Regions from separate parts of the Mus musculus genome. Here region 2 is linked to region 1. The links are chromatin contacts, called in public Hi-C maps. All regions are on one chromosome and are shown on one strand. The core of a region is the stretch at or near the end of the contact, and the rest is flanking DNA. Distances in the headings are between cores, read along the strand shown.

Region 1 (3,104 bases), core at 457-2,956:
ATATAGGGACAAAGAATGGAGCAGAGACTGAAGGAAAGGCCATCCAGAGACTGCCTCACCTGGGGATCCAACTCATATGCAGCCACCAAACCCAGTCATCATTGCCAATGCCAAGAAGTGCTTGCAGACAGGAGCCTGATATGGCCGTCTCCTGAGATGCCCTGCCAGAGCCTAATACAGACTCGGATGCTTGCACCCAACCACTGGACTGAGCACACGGTCCCCAATGGAGGAGTTAGGGGGAGGACTGAAGGAGCTGAAGGGGTTTGCAACCCCATAGGAAGAACAACAATATCAACCAACTAGACCCCCCAGAGCTCCCAGGGACTAAACCACCAACCAAAGAGTACACATGGAGGGATCCATGGCTCTAGTCCCATATGTAGCAGAGGATGGCCTTATCATCAATGGGAGGAGAGGCCCTTGGTTCTGTGAAGGCTTGATCCCCCAATGAGGAAAATGCTAGGGCGGTGAGGCGGGAGTGAGTGGGTGGGTGGGTGGGTAGGGGAGCACCCTCATAGAAGCCGGGAGAGGGGTGAGATAGGGGACTTGTGGAGGGGAAACCAGGAAGCAGGAATAACATTTAAAATGTAAATAAGTAAAATAATCAATAAAAAAAAAAAAGATCCTCCTTTCTCACCTCCCCCTCCCTCTTATATTTTGGAGGCAGATTCTCAATATCTGCCCTAGCTAACTTTTAACTCAAGAAAGCACTGTCATGCCCACCTTTGACTTACAAACCTTTACAAGAAACTGGCTACTTTGATTTTTGATCATAATATGGCACAGATTTGTACACAGTTCATTAATTAATACATCTTACTGGGACAACAAATGGGATCAGATTCAGATATTTTAGTAAATTTTAGTTAAAGAAATAAGATCAGGGGCTGGTGAGATGGCTCAGTGGGTAAGAGCACCTGACTGCTCTTCCGAAGATCCAGAGTTCAAATCCCAGCAACCACATGGTGGCTCACAGCCATCCATAACAAGATCTGACCCCCTCTTCTGGAGTGTCTGAAGACAGCTACAGTGTACTTACATATAATAATAAATAAATCTTAAAAAAAAAAAAAAGAAATAAGATCAAAGCCTGAAGAAATGGCTTAGCAGTTAAAAACATTGGTTGTTCTTCCAAAAGATCCCATGTTTGATTCCCAGTATTCACATTGACGCTTAAAACGATCTTTAATTCCAGTTCCAAGGGACCTAATTCCCTCTTCTAGTTTCCATGGGCACCAGCCAAATACAAGGTGTACAGACATGCATGTAGGCAAAACATCCATATACATTTAACATCATTAAGAAAATTACCCCTCACCCCCCAAAAAACTTTGAAAGACTACAGACTATGCACAAAACCATCATATATTGCATGCACATAATCTCTCTCTCTCTGATCTAAAGATACCATTCAAGCAAGCCTTTTGTACAATTTTTCTTATTACTGAATCATTCTAATCAGCAAGACATATGTACCTGGTATTAATGTTCCATATTCCCAATGAAACAAAACAAAAACCTGATTCCCCCAATTACTACTTAGTAGTCCTATTTATTTTCACAAGGTTCTTCAGCTGTCTATCCTCATCTCAACTTTTCTTGAACATTTCTATATTCACTCACACCATTTCTCCAAATGCCTCACAACAGTCAGTCATCAAAACGACATTGTTAACTCAATGAACAAGCAAGCCGCAGGCCCTCATCACTTGTCCCAACATTTACAACTGACCATTCTCTTCCTCGTCTCCCAAAACAACAGTACAGACTGTGCATGCTCCCTCCCTCCTCCTGGATTCCTACTTTGCTCCTCTGCATCTTCCTGCCCTCATTCCCCTAGAGATCTCCTTCAGGCTACAGTTTAAAAAACAAACAAATCAGCACTTCTATGCTGCTAACTCCAGTTAGTACGTACAACTCTGATTTCTACACACTTCAACTGCCTATTTTTCGTGTGTGTGTGTGTGTGTGTGTGTGTGTGTTTAAGTGTAAATCTAGAGTGGAGGCTAGATACAGACTTTGAGAACAGTTTGTATAAAACTTTTTAAAAAAGATTTATTTATGTATATGAGCACTGTAGTTGTACAGATGGTTGTGAGCCCATGTGGTTTCTGGGATTTGAACTCAGGACCTTCAGAAGAGCAGTCAGTGAGTGCTTTTACTCACTGAGCCATCTCGCCAGCCCTGTATTAAACTTCAAATATAAATATTTGCAGATCTTTTCTCTGTGCTTTTTGTTCAGCTTTTCATTCTCTCAACTAATGTCTTTGAAGAACTGAATATTAATTTGATGAAGTCTAATTCATCAATCTATTGTTTTATAAGTAGTACTTCTTGGTGTTATAAGAACTTTCTAGTTAATATGAACTTCATATTTAAGTTCATATTCTCTAGTTAATATGAACTTTAATTTAATATCTCCCACTGTTTTTGTATTTTACATAATGTGAGGTATAAAATTAATTTCAGTTTTTCTGTTTTATCTACAAATAAATTATAATCATTTTGACAATTTCTTTCTTTTCTTTTTTGGGGGTTTTTCGAGACAGGGTTTCTCTGTGTAGCCCTGGCTGTCCTGGAACTCACTCTGTAGATCAGGCTGACCTTAAACTCAGAAATTCGCCTGCCTCTGCCTCCCAAGTGCTGGGATTAAAGGCATGCACCACCACGCCAGGCCCATTTTGACAATTTCTGAAAGGTTTACTGAACTACTGATCTATATAAACTGTATACCTACTAATTAGAATACAAATGATATGTTTATAATACTGATTCTTGTGATCTATAATGTATGTAGATCTTGACTAATCTCCATTTTTCTTTAATTGCTCTTACCCATGTTTTCTTTCTTTTTTTATTAGATATTTTCTTTATTTACATTTCAAATGTTATCCCCTTTCCTAGTTTCCCCTCTGAAAATCCCCTATCTCCTCCCCTCCTCCCCAACACACCCACTCCCATTCCCCTATACTGGGGCATAGAGCCTTCACAGGACCAAGGGCCTCTCCTCCCACCGATGGCCACTAGGCCATCCTCTGCTACATATATAGCTAGAGCCACAAGTTCCACCATGTGTTTTCTTTGATTGGTGGTATAGTTCC
Region 2 (3,371 bases), core at 548-3,047, 230 kb after region 1:
CCAAATTTGTATCACAATGTTTTGATGTTTAGAAACAGCTCTTGAATTCCTGGAGGCAAGGAGAATGGAAACATATAAGCCTTCCTGTTAGTCCACCTGTGTGCTCTTGTTAGAGATCAGGGAGCCCTCCCACAAATAACGGATCCTCAAAACTAGCTGCTTTTCTTTTAGTTTTTTTAAAGCCACTCAGGAGTAAAAGCCCCATCACAGACAAGGTCTCAGTATTCACCCCAGACTGGCCTTGAACTCCCCACTCTCTGCCTCAGCCTCCCGTGCCAAGATGACAGCTTTGTACCACCACACCTGGCTTAACCATTGTAAAACGAAAAGCATTCTTGGCAGTTGCCCTCTCAAGTGCCTTACTCCACAGCCAGTCTCCATCTGCTGCAGGCTCACCTACCCCCTCTGGGGGCTGTTGCTCAGTAATCCACCCAGACAGGTTCATGGGGGAAGCTATTCCTCATGAGAGCACATTTGAGACTTTTTGTTTTTGGTTTTTTTTGTACATGGCTGCATGACTGGTAACACGTACTTTGAACATTTTCTATGTCAGGAGTGTTAGAGTTATGACCCCTGATACTGGATGCTGGGAACTTAGCACTTCATTGCTGACATGTTATGGGCTAAGTGTTTCTCCAGGAAATCCCTGGCTTTGCCTACCAGTAGCTTACAGAAGTTCTTTCTGTTCTTTTGCCCACCTGATGTCAAAAGCATCTGGACCCACCCTTCACCAGCATCTCTATCAGCAGGTTAGTCCTCAATATGGGTCTGGAGCCACGTAGATGAAGAAAAAGGGTAGGTTAGTCTACCAGGTCAGGAGCAAGCCCTGCCCCACACCGGCTGTGCTCTTGTGTGCACACACTTGCTGTCTTCCTTGAGATGCTGGAGACTCTTGATGTCCCTTGCTCTCCAGTCTGAGGTGAGCCTCTTGGGTCCAGTTCCTGCGATACCACTTTGGTTGCCTGGAAACCCCTTTCTCCGGTTGAATTGAAGCATAGCTGTAGCACCTGTGATGACCAGGGATTTTCTTCAGTCTTGATTTTCTATTTTTATACGTTGCTGGTCTTTACCCCAGCTTACACACTATCATAGTAGTGGTGTGTGTTGATGCTGAGAAACTCTTTAAATCCTCTGTGGACCAACAGTTGACACACTGAACGTTAGAACACCAATGGTTAATACCCAGCCCCACCCCCAGAGAAAAATTGGAGCAGAACACCAGCTATTTATCTCACTCCAGCACACCAACAGGCTGGAGGGGTGAAGGGGTGACCCAAATGCCATCCACTTCACTATGGCGATCAAGGGCTTCTTGGTTGCCTCGTGAGAAGGGAGGCGCCTTACCCGATGAACTTCACTTTCCAAGCATTACAGATAGGTAAATGGCCCATGAAGCCACGGTGCCAGGATTGAATCTCAGGGGTGGTAGTAGGTGGAAAAATAATCACCACCTGGGACTTTCGTTTTTATTAAGAGAAGAAAATAAACAGGGCTAATTGCATTTCCAGCCTTAGACTATGTTTTCTGATATGAAGGAAAACTATGACATTTTAAACTCGATTGGTGGCATCTAGTGCTCATTCTGGGTGGAGCCTCCTGGGTATATTTATACTGAGAAAGCTTGGAGGGCCCTTCTGGTGGTCTCTCTTAGCTGGCTTCTCTTCTTCCCTGCCTCTCACTGTTTATTTCTCCTTCATACTTCTCCCTTTCCTAATTCTGCATAGAGTTGCCATGTGGGCCCCACTGCTGTGCTAATAATAGTGGTAGCTGCCATTAATCAAGCCAGTACCTCTTGCCAGGCGCTAAGTGGACACCCTGGCTCCGTCAGCTCCCTCACTCTTCAGCACAGCCTTCTTGGAGGATGGGCTTTAATTGCTCCGTTATGTCTTTTGTCAACGCTGCAAATAATAAAATTATTGACATTCTTAATATTTTCATGCTTGGCTTGGTAAATACGATGCTGGCCACTGGGAAAATTAAAAGTGGCAGGCAGACCATGGGGAATTGAGGTTATGTTTCATTATTATTTTAAAAAGTCTTTCCTTGAGTAACGATTACTGGCAGCCAATGAAAGTTCTGGAAGCGGTTGTTTGTTTCACATTGAAATTTAGCCGATTCCCTCTCTGCAGTAAAACAGATACCGGTGAGTAAAAGTAAGAGACAGCCAGGTGCTGAGCTGTGAACTCAACTTCTCCTGGTAGGTTTGGTATTAGTCATCATTGTCAATGCCTGATCACTTGAGAGAGCAAAAGTACCACGGCTCTACACTGAATTCCCCAGCCCCCCCCCTCCCCCCCCAGACGGTCTGCCAGAGCCAGCCTTTGGGATGGAGACAACTGATGCTGGGTTTGGTCTTTTTCTCCTTCCTGGACTGTGCTTTACCTTGGCTTGTACATAGCATTCTCCAAAATTCTGCTTCATAGGTAAAGTTCCGAAGGCTGTTTGCAAAGCCAGGGCTCTGGGGACCCGTGAATGTTCCACAGGAAAGCGACCAGTTGTCACGCAGGAGTACGGAGCCAACTTGCTCAGGCACGGCCCCGAGAGCCTGGCCTTACATCATCTGCGAAGGAGATTTCGTCAGTTGTTCTGCCATAGAGGCTGGAATCCCCAGTGCAATGGGACAGGAGGGGCTGGTAGACTGGGACTTAGGTGACCCTCACCCGTGGGGCAATGAAAGACAGCATCTGAAACCCTCACCCGTGGGGCAATGAAAGACAGCATCTGAAAGTGCAGGATTTAACTGGAATCCCCCCACATCTCTAAGACGACCTCAAAGGGAACCAGATCGAGTCTCTCCGAGGAAAGAGAGCTATTGGAAGATGAGGGTTAGTAGAGAACAGAGAATTGCCAGAAAAGTTTCCTCTTAATTTAATTAACATAAATAGGGTGTGATAGGCACTTTGGTCATTGATATTGTGAGTAATGTGTGTGTGTGTGTGATTCATTTTAAGATGAAAAGCTTCATTATTTTTTGATACGTACTCTAGTGGGCTGAATTACAGTCCTCAAAAACACCAAGTTTTAAACCTTGAGACCTATAAATGTCATTTGTGTGTTGATGGAAAACCACAACTCCCCCCTCAGAGGGCTTTGGGATAGTTTATTCTGGAGCCAACTATGGGTTACCATAGCACAGATTTAGCTTACCCCTAGCTCCATACTCTAACATGGAAGCATTTTCAGGAAGTTTTTATTGCAACAGAAGAATCATTAATCAAGGTACTTTTCAAATATATGTTCAGATATATTGGCAGTTATTATAGCAAGGCAGAAAAATTTCAGCTAAGGGTCTCAGATGCTATCGATGTCTTTTGGCCTTCCAGGAGGTAGGAACTATGATTTCATTAAATTAATATAGTCCAAAGACTTGT

Evidence for each region. Hi-C and Micro-C count contacts between places; a contact is called where the count stands out from the background.
Region 2: a contact with region 1 is called in a Hi-C map of olfactory sensory neurons, with 2.8 times the contacts expected there. The contact joins two enhancer-like sites. A contact is called at or near these places in 1 of 15 datasets of contacts at CTCF or cohesin (pro-B cells), 14 of 484 Hi-C or Micro-C datasets (the 3T3-L1 cell line, B cells, the C10 cell line and 9 more) and 5 of 115 datasets of contacts at active chromatin or transcription factors (acute myeloid leukemia, astrocytes, bone marrow-derived macrophages and 2 more).

Annotation. Positions count from the first base shown.
Region 1 is chr15:8,382,820-8,385,923 of GRCm38.p6, forward strand. The region is part of intron 1 of Nipbl (NIPBL cohesin loading factor); the gene reads right to left. Among named protein-coding and RNA genes, the nearest start is that of Nipbl, 60 kb to the right of the region's middle. Within about 2 kb of position 1,707, at least 2 of the 459 cell types and tissues checked have an H3K27ac peak or open chromatin away from gene starts, as enhancers often do. A contact at or near this core is called in olfactory sensory neurons, where this site is marked.
Region 2 is chr15:8,613,909-8,617,279 of GRCm38.p6, forward strand. No RefSeq gene overlaps it. Among named protein-coding and RNA genes, the nearest start is that of Gm46508, 33 kb to the left of the region's middle. Within about 2 kb of position 1,798, at least 11 of the 459 cell types and tissues checked have an H3K27ac peak or open chromatin away from gene starts, as enhancers often do. A contact at or near this core is called in olfactory sensory neurons, where this site is marked.